2 separate regions of the Oryctolagus cuniculus genome follow, and region 1 is linked to region 2. A link is a contact called in public Micro-C data. All regions are on one chromosome and are shown on one strand. Each heading gives the region's core, a stretch centred on a gene start, on an enhancer-like site or on the middle of the called end of the contact. The rest is flanking DNA. Distances are from core to core; before and after follow the strand shown. Region 1 has its middle 34 kb from the start of DKK3. Region 2 overlaps MICAL2 (microtubule associated monooxygenase, calponin and LIM domain containing 2).

Region 1 (6,541 bases), core at 850-3,349, 220 kb before region 2:
AAATCTTAGGCAACACCCAGGGCAGTGCGCCACCTGGTGGTGCAGGCCTTGCAGAGAGAGGCATAGGAGGTCTGTGGGCTGGTCTTGAAGGCAGCCCAGGAGTCTGACTGGCAGGGCTGATGGGAGAGAAGAGGCAGCGGGGGATGGTGTCGAGGCAGAGGAACGGCGTGAGCAAAAGGAGGCACAGAGGTGGGGAGGGAGGCTTTCGTGGAGGGGAGAGACGACTTTGCTAAGCAAACCACTCGGGCTTGGAAGCTGGGCTGAATTGCTTGAGTCTACAGAGGAGGGCGGCTGCCAGACAGTGGGGGTTGGGCCAGGGAAGAGGTGAATCTAGGACTGTGCTGGCAGTGTGGTTGGGGGCTCGGCAGGGGAGATCCTGCGGTCGAGGTGCCCATCAGTGAGACGTGCCACCCACGGCCTCGCTGGGGCAGCACACGGTGCCATTTCCAGGGCCACTAACATCCCGTGAGCTCAAATTGCTGGGGCCCAACTGGGTAACCAGACACTGGGCTTGGTGATCTTGCACAGCAAGTCTGCACCGAGGGGGGTGGGGCAGATGGTGGGCATTAGGACGTGAGTCCCAGATCCCCAGCCAGCTTGGAGAGAACAGGGTGAAGGCTGAGACCGGGGGGTACAGGGAAGGGAGGGAGCGTGTAAACAGAGAGGGCCAGATATAAAATCACATAGACACACGTGCACGTGGCCCACGGCCCCTTGATGGATACACACTAACCCCCTGTGCAAATGTACATGCACACACGTCCAGGCACATGGACATGGTTACAGGGTTCACAGCAATGAAGCTAGGGCTGCAGGTTCACTGATGGTGGTTTCTATAGGCTTCGCTAGTAAACACTACTTATTTTGGAAAGCAACTTCTCTGTTTTCCAATAAAACATTGGGACATACGGTATTGGATTTCCCTGATCTGACATTGACCTAAAAAAATGTGCTGGCAGGAACAGAAAATGCGATGCCCCACTGTGCTGGCAGGCACCGGTCAGCTTCGCTCCTCTTGGCTTTGATTGCAAAGGTCAAGATGCAAGTGGGGGGCCAGCGAGGCCTCACTGTCCAACCAGCATTCTTGCCGCGGAGCTGCAGGGAAGCCGAGGACAGAGCTGGGGGCTTCCTGCCGGCCTGTATGCCCATGGCCTTGAAGAGCAGGCAGGGGGGATGAGCTGAGGGGACAACGTGTCACGGAGGCAGCAGACGGAGATGGCTCCAGGATGGGCAAAACGTGGATAGGGCCCAGCTGGGGGATGGGCACATGTGTGCCCCTACAGTGGCCATCAGAGAAATGCGCCTGGAGCCCTGAGTGGGGTTTGAGGTGGGTTCCTGTCCCTGGGAGGGGGACTGGCTTCTATGGGCAGAGCAGTCAGGCCCAGCTCCAGATGACGGGCGGGGCGGGCTGCAGGCGTGGGCACAGTGGCAAGGCCTGGGAGGCAGAAGCCCACCTCCAGGCGGGAACACTGGCATTCCTTGTTTCTTTAGGGGGCATTGGTCCTGGTCTGATCAACAGTGAGAAAGGAGCAGTGTGCCCCCATAGCCCAGAGCCCCTCAGGACCCCCAAATTGAGCCTGAAACTTGACAATGGTCTTCCTCCATGAGGATGAGTGAGATCAGAAGTGTAAGGTGCTCAGCGAGGGCGGGACACACGCCCTGAGGCAGAGAGGAATACAATGGGCCTGGCAGAAGTGCTGGGGATCCAATGAGATCATCTGTCTAAGGCACTTCCAACAGGGCGTGCATTTAGTAAGCATGACAACCGTTTGCTGTGGAAGTGAGTCTTACTGGGGATGACTCAATCACACATTGGGCCACTTACCCCTTCGGCATGACTTTGCTAGGGTTCTCTGTGTGCCAGGCACGGCTCGAGGCCCCGGGGGTGCAGCGGTGAACAGAAAACCCACGCCCTCAGCCCTGGCATCCGTGAATATGCCGTGTCCATGGCTAGCAGGAGTTAAGTTGCCTAGCAGCTGACCCAAAGATCCAGAAGTGAGCCTGGCTTAACCAGGTGCGCTGGCTGCAGCCACAGGGGTCCCTCAAAGGGGAAGAGGGGCAGGCGAGGCAGGGTGAGAGGAGCTGAGCTGGTAGAAGCCGAGGCTGGAGCAACGGGAGTCTTGGCCCCAAGCCGAGGCAGACAGGTGGCCGGTGGCAGCTGGAAAGGGCACGGAAACAGAGCCTCCTGGCGGCCTCCAGGGAGAAACATGGCCCTGCCTTTGACTTAATCCAGTGAGATTTCTGACCTTGAGAACGGGGGGATCATAAATTTTGTCGTTTCGAGGCTCTGAGTTTGCAGGAATTTGTTACAGCAGCCACACGCTGTGGCTGCAAACCCTTCCTTGTGGAGCTTACCTTCTCACCGCGGGAGACGGGGCATGAGGAATTGTGGCACATACGGTGTGGCATGGGGTGCTTCCTTCCCCTCACTGGTGGGGCGGGGAGCGCCCAGCATGGGGTGCAGGGCCCCTCTGGCCGTGGCCACCTCTGCTCCTTGTACCCCTCTGCCTGCCAGGGGCCTGCAGGGTGGGGCTGAAGCACACAGCCAAGGTGCACAGGCTCCTGGGCTAGGGAGGAGGCAGGTGCGCGGTATCTGGCCCAGGGGAGTGGTGCGGTCTGCGGCCAAAGTCTGGGGCAATTAGCATGTGCCCAGATCCCCGTGGGTGGGGACGTGAGGAACTATGACTGGTCCAAGTCCGTGGCGGGTGAAAGCCAGGCTGGGCGGCTGCTCTAGGAGCTCCAGGTTTCCATAGTGATTACCAGCTCTTGGTCACGCCTAATGAGGAACACGGAGAATCCTCCTGTGGGAGGCCACTGGGCTCCTTGCTGAAGCCTTCCTCTTTGATCTTTGGCCTTTAATTGGCAGGCTGAGCCCAGGGAGCCTCCTCAGGAGATGGCTGAGGCTTGGGCAGGGCTCTGCCTCACCTGCCCATCCCTGTTCTGGTTGCTGAAGTCCCTGCTCCACCCCTGAGCCTTCGCTGAGCAGGGGAGGGAGGCCTTGAGGAGCTGCACCATGCAGGCGGGGTCCGCTACTCAGGGTGCAGCTCAAAGACCTGGAAGCGATGGTGCCTGTGGCCCATGTTTGGGATCTTAGGTTGTACACTGCTCGAAGGCACTGCATGGCACATAATAGGCATCTTAATTTATGTCGGAGCCCAGTGGGTGGCAGAGACTCCAAGCCACCTGATGGGTGGCTGGGGGGAGCTCCCTGGGACCTGAATCCACGGTGGCACCAGGGCCGCGCACAAACTCTGGCACACACGTGTGCATGCTGTCCCACCCTCCTGCACAGCAGGTACCTACTGCCATTTAAGGCCTGATTCATAGGGCTCTCAGACTTTGGACCTGCAGTGGTCATCTCACGGGAAGTCTGCTGGGGGTGGGGCGCGGCACTTGGGTGTGCATGCTGCTGGCCACAGGGGTGCCACACGGGTGTGTGTGTGTGTGTGTGTGTGTGTCGCACCAGGGCTGTTTGTGCTAACGTGACCCTTCTTTTTTAACTCGAGGGAAAGACATGTTTCTCCTATTTGCACAAAGATACCCAGTGGGCCAGCTGGGCCCTGCCCTGGCTCGCCAAAATGCCCTCACCTGGGCTATGAAGACTTGCCTTCTACTTCCCTGGCCAAAGTTCCCACCTCATGGAGTAGCTAGAGCCCGACCGAGCCCTGGCCCTATTCCTCTCGGTTTCTTCCCCAGGGGCTGGGCTCAGACCTGTGCCGCTGGGTGGCATTGATGTTGCCTGCAGCCTGCCCTTCCGCGTCCTCAGCTGGCCACTGGTGGAGCAGAGGATGCACTCCCTGGGAGAGGTGGGAGAGAACTTGGGAAGCCTCTCTGCAGGGCGGTGTGTCACAGAAGCGCCTGGCCTTTGCCCCAGGCACTGAGCTGTAGGGACTCTGTGCTTTAGAGAAATCGTGCCCAGGTGTTGCCGAAAGGATGTTTGCCCTAGCAACGTCCATCAGGAGAACGAGTGGCCAAAGGCCAGCTGCCCTGGCTCTCCTGCCCGCGTTCCTCACGGTCAGTCCGGGAGCCGAGGGCGGGCACAGTGCACAGAGGCTTGTCTGTAAAATCTGACAGTAGCTTTTAAAGTTACGGCAGATATTGTATCCCACCCTCGAAATGAAAAGCATGATCTCTTAGGTTGATTCTCCTAGGTTTATTGAGGTATAAGAAATAAAAATTATGTGTATTTAAGGTATATAGCAAAGGCTGTAATATGATGTAATGATTTTGCTACACTGTGATCCAACAAGTAAGCTCAGGGACACTTATGTGCACCACCACACTGTGTGTGTGTGTGTGTGTGTGTGTGTACTGAGAAGCTTTAGGATCTACTCTCCTAACAACGTCAGTAGACTGCACTAGAATGAACTGCAGTCGCCCTGCTCCAGCACACACACTGGCAGATTGTGTTTGTCCTGCCTGCCTGAAGCATCTGCCCACCTGCCCCAGCCCCAGCCGCCACGGCCTGTTCTCTGCGTCTGTGAATTTTATCTCTAAGACTCCACAGAGGAGCGAGATCACACAGGACTTGGCTTTCTGTGCCTGGATCATTTCACTGAGCATGCGCCCTCTGGGTTTGTCTGTGTTGTGGCAAACAGTAGGGTCAGACCACACGTGAGGCCTAACCTTTTAGAGCCAGGCTCTGATAATGAGTCTTAGGTTGTTTTTCCTCGAAGTAACACCTGAGACAAAAATTTGCATGCAGGTAGTTTATTTTTGAGGCAATTCCAAAGGGTACTGAAAGAGGAGCAGAGACAGAGATGTGAGAAATCGAGGGAGACCACAGGACGACTCATCGGACAAGTCCCTCCCGTGGGCAGTGAGGCTGAACTGCACTGGGGCTCTGGGGAATGGGGAGCACGCACCTGGGCTGAGTGGTGAGGAGCCGGGCTGTGTGTCCACGGTAGGAGCCGGGCTGTGTGTCCTCTGAGGGAGCTGGGCTGCGTATCCATTGTGGGAGCCGGGCTGTGTGTCCACCGAGGGAGCCGAGATGGGCTGTGTGTCCACTGCGGGAGCTGGGGTGTGTGTCCTCTGAGGGAGCCGAGATGGGGTGTGTGTCCTCTGAAGGAGCTGGGATGGGCTGTGTGTCCACCGAAGGAGCTAGGTGTGTGTCCACTGCGGGAGCTGGGTGTGTGTCCACTGAGGGAGCTGGGGTGTGTATCCATTGTGGAAGCCGGGCTGTGTGTCCACTGTGGAAGCTGAGCTGTGTGTCCACCGAGGGAGCCGGGGTGTGTATCCACCGAGGGAGCCGGGGTGTGCATCCACCGCTGCCAGTCAGCCCTGCCTGGGGGCTGCTGCTCAGGGGCACTTCCTGTCTGCCCTGCGCAGCTCCCTGAACAGGCTCCATGGCCAGAGGGAGCACTGAGCAGAGTCCCAGAGCCGTCAGTCAGCGTGCAGAGATGAGGAGGTGGGGCACTAACGGTGTGGCTCCCCTTGTGGGGAGCAGCTCGGACTAGACTAAGTTACTGGAATTAAGACTTATTCTATGCATCTGCTCTCCTCTGTGGGGAGCAGCTCGGACTAGACTAAGTTACTGGAATTAAGACTTATTCTATGCATCTGCTCTCCTACAATATGGCGCTGGGAGAGGAGAAAACAGCTTCTACCCAGCTGCCTCCAGTTCAACCAATAAACTGTAGGACTTGCTCCTGATTGGAGAGCAGCGTACTCGGCGTGTGGGCAGCCGAGTTAGGATTGGCGGAGGAGGACTATAAAGGAGGAGAGAGACGGCATGCACCAGGAACATCTATGGGGAACATCTAGCTGAAGGAACACCTGTGCAGCCCCCGAGACGAGCCGGCCGGCGGTGTGCCGCTCCCCTGCGGAAGTGGGGAATGTGGCCAGGGGGAACTGCCCTTCCACGGAGGTGGAAGGGATAGTAGCCAACCCGGGAAGAACCAGCAGCAAACCCGGGGAGGGCCGAGCAGACGAAAGAACAACGCAGGGTTCAGTGTTGCTCCCCCACGAAGAGGGGGAGCGACATAATGGTGCCGTGACTCGGATATGAAGCCTAGGCAGGGTTTAGTGTCGTTCCTCCATGAAGAGGGGGAGCGACATAATGGTGCCGTGACTCGGATATGAAGCCTAGGCAGGGCTTAGTGTCGTTCCTCCACGAAGAGGGGGAGCGACATAATGGTGCCGTGACTCGGATAGGAAACCTAGGACGGAGAGCAAACTTAGGAGGGAAGAAACGTGACTCGGATAGGAAACTTAGGACGGATATGAAACTTAGGAGGGAAGAAACGGGAAGAACTGGGAAAATATCGGAGAGAGAAACTAGCAAACAGCCTAGGGAAATTACCGGAGAGAGAGACTAGCAAACAGCCTAGGGAAAAGCCGGACGAAAAGGGTGCCGGAAGAAGCTATTGAAAGCCTAGGCATAGACTCGGATACGGACTACGGGGGGGAAGCTGGGAGAAATCTCTAAGGTCGAAAGCGAAAGTGAAAGCTAGAACAAACAGACTCGGATGCAGACTGTGGGGAGAGGCCAGGAGAAATGAGGGAGGAGTATTGTTGGAGGAAAGCTTGGGGAAACATACCG
Region 2 (6,593 bases), core at 1,258-3,757:
TACAAGCAGGTGGTAGTAACTTTCCGCCCCAGACCTGTAATTCTTGGAGAAGCAGCCCCAGGAGACAATCCCAGCCATCCAGGTGTTATCTGTTGCAGAAGCCAATGAGCTCATGAGTGCAGTGATTAGAACCTTGTAGGGCCAGCTGTGCCCTACTGGAGCCCCAGTGAGTGGTTGGTTGGCTATCAGAAGCCAGGGCGAGGATGCCGCAAGCTTAGGGGAGGAGGCTGGAGCTGGCCCTGATGGTGTCCAGGAGTCTGCATTCCGGGTGCTGCATGGAGATCTGTCCCAGCCCTGGGTCGGGAGCGAGTGGACAGGCGCCACAAGTGAGTGGTCCCCGTGCAATGGGGACACGGGGAGACCGTGCTGGGTGCCCATCTGCACAAGGCTGCTCCTCACGTCCCTGAGCTTGACTCGGAGCAGGTCAGTGGGACCGGGAACCCACAAGACACAGCAAGCACACTTGGAGTAAGAGAGGGAGCAGGAGCCAGGTACTGGTTACACCTGTGCTCCACGGTAGAGTGAGGAGGAGGCGGGGAGAATGAGAGAGAGCATGGGACAGGCCAGGAGTCCTGCTTCAAACTTCCAGCCCTATCCTCCACCCGTCACTCCTGGTGTTGCTCTCCGTCCCCTCCTGGCCCCATTGAGTGGGCACTCAGATATGTTTCTCCCTCGGCCTCTCTCCCTGGCTGTGATGGAGGCACAGGGACCTGGAGCCAGAGCAGGAATCTGAGGCCCTGCCTGGGCACAGCGTGTGTTGGGTCCCACTGCCCATCCCCCATGCCCTTAATGGCCGAGGTCCCCCCCACCAATGGCCGAGGTCCAGCATCCTCTGCATGTGATGGTCAGTCTGCTCAGCCACTTCTAAAGTCCCGGCTGGGCAGACAGGCCTTTTGTACCAAGTGCCCGGTGTTGGACAAAACACGTTTCCATGTAAACCGAGGGCAGAGGTCACTGCAGTGGACAGTCCAGAGGCTCAGTGACAAGTGGTGTCCAAAAGGTTTGCCAGTCTTTGGGAGAAGAGGAGGCAGGAGGAGGACTTTCTTTTCTTTTTTAAGAAGATTTTATCTATTTATTTGAATGGCAGTGTTATGGAGAGACGGAGGCAGAGAGGTCTTCCATCTGCTGGTTCACTCCCCAAATAGCTGCAATGGCCAGAGCTGGGCTGATCCAAAGCCAGGAGCCAGGAGCTTCTTCCAGGTCTCCCACATGGATGCAGGGACCCAAGCACTTGGGCCATCTTCTACTGCTTTCCCAGGCCACAGCAGAGAGCTGGATCGGAAGTGGAGCAGCCTGGGCTCGAACCGGCGCCCATATACTGGCACTGCAGGTAGCGGCTTTACCCGCTATGCCGCAGAAGGTGGAACTTTGTACGATTTCCTGGCTTCCATCGGAGCTGCCCCAGTTTTATCTGCAGCACAGGAGGGCACTGAAGGGGTCATGAAAGGGGCTGGCGTTGTGGCACAGTAGGAAGCCCCCGCCTGCGAGCCAGCAGCCCCATGCTGGAGCGCCAGTGTGAGTCCTGTTGACCTTTAAAAGAAAAGGCTTCGTGGAAAAACAGAATTGAAAGATAAGCTTATTTTGTTGTAAAAAATTTTTCAAACCATTCATAGATTATTTCATCATCTGCATTTTCCGTGAGCTTTTTAAGACGCCTCAGCTTAAACGAACCATTCTAGTAGAAATGAATGGGCCGGCGCCGCGGCTCACTAGGCTAATCCTCCGCCTTGCGGCGCTGGCACACCAGGTTCTAGTCCCGGTCGGGGCACCGGATTCTGTCCCGGTTGCCCCTCTTCCAGGCCAGCTCTCTGCTGTGGCCAGGGAGTGCAGTGGAGGATGGCCCAAGTGCTTGGGCCCTGCACCCCATGGGAGACCAGGATAAGTACCTGGCTCCTGCCATCGGATCAGCGCAGTGCGCCGGCCGCAGCACGCCGGCCGCGGCAGCCATTGGAGGGTGAACCAACGGCAAAGGAAGACCTTTCTCTCTGTCTCTCTCTCACTGTCCACTCTGCCTGTCAAAAAAAAAAAAAAATGAATGAAAGTGCATCCATGCATGTCATATACATATGTACCCCTGTGTGCATGCAGACTATGTCTGCAGAGTTCATGCATGCATGTGAGACGGTCACTATCGATCACTAACTAGAAGGGTGGCTCACACGGAGACGTTTCTGCTGACCCAGGTCAGCCCTGTCCCATGGTCATAAACAAGTGATGAGTAGAGGAGGAGGAGGTGGGAGGTGCAGGGGATCAGGAGGGCTCCCCCAGGGGAGGAAGGGGTTCAGTCCGTTGGAGTCACTGTCTCTTGATTGTCGATAAACCGGCTTCAGCAGAAAAATCCCTGTTTCTGCCACACAATTAACAGACTCTTGCCCTCCCCCTTCTTCCCCACCCCACAGCTCTGCATCGGGCCAGAAGCTTCCAGTCTTCAACGCCAAGCCAACAGCCACACTGGAGAACATTCCAGTCCAGTGAGTCAGGAGCTGTCGGGGGCTGGGCTCTGGCTAATTCTCCCAGGCACTGCTCTCATTCCTTACATGGTGTCTTCCCTGTCGGGCCTTCCTGGAGCAGAGGGGGCAAGAAAAGAGAAGTATGGTTGACTGGACTTCCGTTGCTGACTGACAAAGCACACCCATTTCTGTGCTCTGCCACCCCCTGGGAATTGGGGAGCCGTAGGGTTCTACAGCCGCACCCAGAAGGGGCCACAGCGGTCGGTTGTAGGCACCCAGCTCTGCAAGGCAAAGAGAAGGAAACTGAGGTTGAGGGACTCTGACTGGATTCTGTGCCCTGGGTTGGGGGGGTGGGGCATCAACTTAATGGCCTCATGCAGTTTCGAGCAAAGCCATGAAGATGGCCACACATGCACACACACACGCCTTGGTACCAACATCCCATGAATGGTCAGAGCTGGGTCAGCATCCGGCAGCAGCTAAGACAGCAGGTGCCCACGAGGGGGCGTGTTGACTACGCGCGTGGTTGCTCCACACCTGGGGCTGGCTCCCATTCTGCTGGCTGCCCGAGGTTACAGAGCTGGAATTCCCTCCAGGACTCCATCCTGTTCCCCTCCCTCCCCCCCAGCCTCCTCTCCCTCTCTGGGCTCCCTGTAGGACCAGCGGCCAGTGAGTCACTCCCCCAAGGCCCAGCCCCATGGGCCTCCTCACCGGGACAGGCTGGGGCGGAGGCACCTTGGGAGCTGGCCCCAGGGTTACACACCTGGGCAGATCTGGGGACAACCTAAGTGGCCCTTGACTTGCCTGGCCGGCCCCAGGCAGCAAGAGAGAGAGAGCAAGAGGGCATGGAGAGTTGACTTTCCCCACACGTGGTTAACTCTTTTACTGCCCTGCACTTCTCCAGTCCCCAGCATCCTGCTGCTCAGGGCGGGTCTGTGTAGGTGCCCCATCCATCCCAAAACTCCCAGCCCACGGTAGCAGTGTGTGGGCCACCAGTGGGGGGCTGTGGAGGAGTACACTGGGAACAGCAGCGTAGCTTCTAGGATGGGCCTGGGGGCCTTAGGTCCATGGTCCCCCAAGTGCTTAAGAAGTCTGGGTTGAGGGCAGGACATGAGGTTGAATCTTTCTATGGGTCTGGTGTCCAGCATGCTATGGCCCAGAGGAGGTACCCCCTTGTCCTTGTTTGCTGGCTGGTTGGGTAGATGGATGAATGGACGAATGGGAAGACAGGAAGGAAGGAGGGATGGAGGGAGGCAGGGATGAAGGAAGGAAGAGTGGATGGATGGATGGATGGTAATTGGACATTGGACACAATTGAATCAAGGAATAAGCTGGCTGGACTGAGTGCAAACCTAGCAGATAGAGTCAGACTTTCCAGCTGCTGCCCCTAGAGGGCGCTCCAAGACTTCGAGAAGGGATTTGAGCCTGGCCTGGCTTCCAAATTCTGGGAGGCTGCCCCCTGGAATCCCAGTCCTGGTAAGAATCCCCTGGGCTGAGGGCCACCAAAGACATCTGTTTTTGTTATCTTCTTTGTGCCCAAAAGGAGACCCCCCAAGGGGCAGGGCTGGTCCTATAAAAGGGAGCAGACCCTGGGGGCATCAGTCCACCATCCATCACTGCCCCATCACGGCCACTTCTGCTCCACACTCCAGGCTGGAGGGTAGTTGGAGGGAGCGGTGTCATAGCCCTCAGCACCCTCCCCCAGCTGACCCTACTGGCCACAGTGACCTTTGGGATCTAGGAGAAAGGTAGCCAGTGCCAGAGGTCTCAGAGCAGAGGTGGGACAGGAACTGGTCCAGGGGTCTGGAGGCTGTAACCCAGGTTCTGGCCTGCTCATCAGCTGGCTTCACACACAAGGACGCTGGGGGCCAGTGACACTTGGACGGGAACCCCAGCAGTGGGCAGGGCAGCCCTGGCTGTGGCGTTGCCAAGGTTTCCAGCCCCTGGAGGAGGATCTGAGGCAGAGTTACTGGAACCCAGGCTTGGAGAGGCCGTGGCTGGGGTGGGGGTGCGGCCCCCTTTGTGGATCGGGCTGGGGTCCCAGCAGCGTGTTCCCGTGACACAGCGAGTGCGCCTGAGGGGAGGTTAGGGAGGTGCCAGTCACAGCTGGCAAACACGTGGCGCCTACTCAGCTGGGCCCCTGTTATGATCCGGAGCCGCTCCCTCAATCACCCGTGAAGCAGCCCCAGTGCCCCAGTTTCTTGCGTGAGAAGCTGGGGGTCACGGAATTGCTAGGTGTCGGGCAGCTGGCTGAGTGAGTGTGGGGGAGCCCAAGACACCACCTGCCCCGGGGGCTGGTGAGACTCCCATGACTCTCAGCTGGGCCAAGCCTTCCGGGGCCCCCCCAACCCCAGCCTGTCCCCCAGCTTCCACGCAGCAGCTTAGCCTGGGGGCGTGAGGCCCACGTGGAGGGAGGGGTCCACCCTCACAGCCGGGGTGGGCAGGTATTAGAGGAAGGAGACCCGGGCGAACTGCTTCCGGGTCATGACCTATGAACCTAAGGCTTTGCTGGCTAGGCCCCCAGGGTTTGGTTCCAAGGTGTCCGTGGAGCGGAGGAGACAAGTTAGGGAGTCAGAGTCGGAAGGTGGCAGAGAGGAGAGTGAGGGGGCGAGGAAGAGGGGGAGAAGGTATGTGGCAGGAATGTGGCCTGTGGAGGACAGGAAGCAAGGCCACGAGTGACTCAGAGTTCTTGCCTTTTTAGGCTCCAGCTGTCTAGCTGTGGGCTGAGGTGGGGTGCGTGTGGCGGGAGGCAGCCAGCGAGCTCCCCGGCGGGCGTCAGCTCCCGGCAGCCCGTGGCCTCTCTGTTCCTGGGGTCACCGCTCCCTCTGAAGCGCTCTGGGAGCTGCTGGCTGGCTGGGAGCTGCCTGCCCCGTGTGTGTGTGTGTGTGTGTGTGTGCGCGCTCGCCATCTCCCCAGACCCGCACCCACCCTCAGAGACGGTCAGAGGTGCACCAGGAAGCAGGACCTGGTCGTCCCCGCAGGGCGGGACTTGTGCGTGGGTCCCTGCTCTCTCCTACAACCTGGGGAAGACAGGCCAGCTGAGTGCATTGAGCTAAATCCCGAAGGCCACGTTGGCGGAGTCAGGGACAGGCAAGAATGGGGCTGGTTGGGCTCAGTGGCCCCAGGGAGAGTGTGGGAGCATTGGCGTGGGCTGCGGCTGTGCCTGGGCCAGGATCAAGTCCTGAAGCCCAGCCCGGCCAACACCAGACGCTGCAGGGCATTTTTCTGAATGTATTTGAGGACGATTATCCGAAACGGTCCAATACGGAGACAGAGGTTTTACAGAGTCTGAGGTTTTACATGTAAGGGGACCAGACTTAACGGGAAGAAGGAGGGAGGAAGAGGAAGGAGAACGCACACATGAGCCTGACTGGCCTCCCAGGTGCACCTGCGTGAGCCCGGCTTCCCCAGCCTAGATGACCCCAGCTGCCCACAGTCTGCAGTCAGGCTCCTCCTGCCCCTGCCTCCTGTTTGTTCCCTGGCCAGTGCAGCTTAGTGTGGACGCCACTCCACAGTCACCTCCCACGTACCCTCTCCCCATCTCAAACTCTGCACCTCATGGAGAGCCCCTCTCTGGCAGCCAACGTTTCTCCTGTCGCTGATGGTCCTGTGTCTTAGGGGAAGGAGCCTCAGATGGTTTATGGACAAAGCAATGTAAGGCAACCCAGCTCCGCCCACAAGAGCTGGGGGGACTTCTGATAGAAGCCCATTGCCAACAAGGGCTCCGGGGGCTCCTGGCTGCCCATCTCGGGACGCCTCTCACAGGAGTCTGCAACATGGTGATTCGTAGGCTTTTCACCCAGGGCCCCTGTCACCGCACAAGACCTGCCTCTCCTCTGCCTCTTCCTCTTCCTCCAAGCCCCAAGCTACGGGCTCTGGGAACCCTGAGTCCTGTCTCAACATCGTCCTCCTTCTGAATCTGCCTATGGCACTGGAGCCTCCTGTGAAAGCCACTTTTCTCATGACAAAATAAGGTAATAACAGGTTTGTAATGGCCAGCGTGTTCTCCGTTCGGTAGGTTTCACGCCAGTGAACAGCGAAGCTGCCTCACCTCCAAGGGAACCGTCTCCGTCTCTGTCTCTGTCTCTTCCTCGGTCTTTGCGGGCTTCTCCTTCATCCCTGCCGCCATCTTCTTCAGCCAGT

Evidence for each region. Hi-C and Micro-C count contacts between places; a contact is called where the count stands out from the background.
Region 1: a contact with region 2 is called in a Micro-C map of ear pinna, with 4 times the contacts expected there. The contact joins two enhancer-like sites. A contact is called at or near these places in 4 of 6 Hi-C or Micro-C datasets (ear pinna, psoas muscle, skin fibroblasts and 1 more).

What each region holds. Positions count from the first base shown.
Region 1 is chr1:54,177,404-54,183,944 of mOryCun1.1, reverse strand. No RefSeq gene overlaps it. Among named protein-coding and RNA genes, the nearest start is that of DKK3, 34 kb to the left of the region's middle. Within about 2 kb of position 2,099, at least 2 of the 8 cell types and tissues checked have an H3K27ac peak or open chromatin away from gene starts, as enhancers often do. A contact at or near this core is called in ear pinna, where this site is marked.
Region 2 is chr1:53,956,610-53,963,202 of mOryCun1.1, reverse strand. MICAL2 (microtubule associated monooxygenase, calponin and LIM domain containing 2) reads left to right here. Exons shown (of 36, transcript XM_070073245.1): 28 at 2,400-2,471; 29 at 6,469-6,593. Among named protein-coding and RNA genes, the nearest start is that of PARVA, 71 kb to the right of the region's middle. Within about 2 kb of position 2,507, at least 2 of the 8 cell types and tissues checked have an H3K27ac peak or open chromatin away from gene starts, as enhancers often do. A contact at or near this core is called in ear pinna, where this site is marked.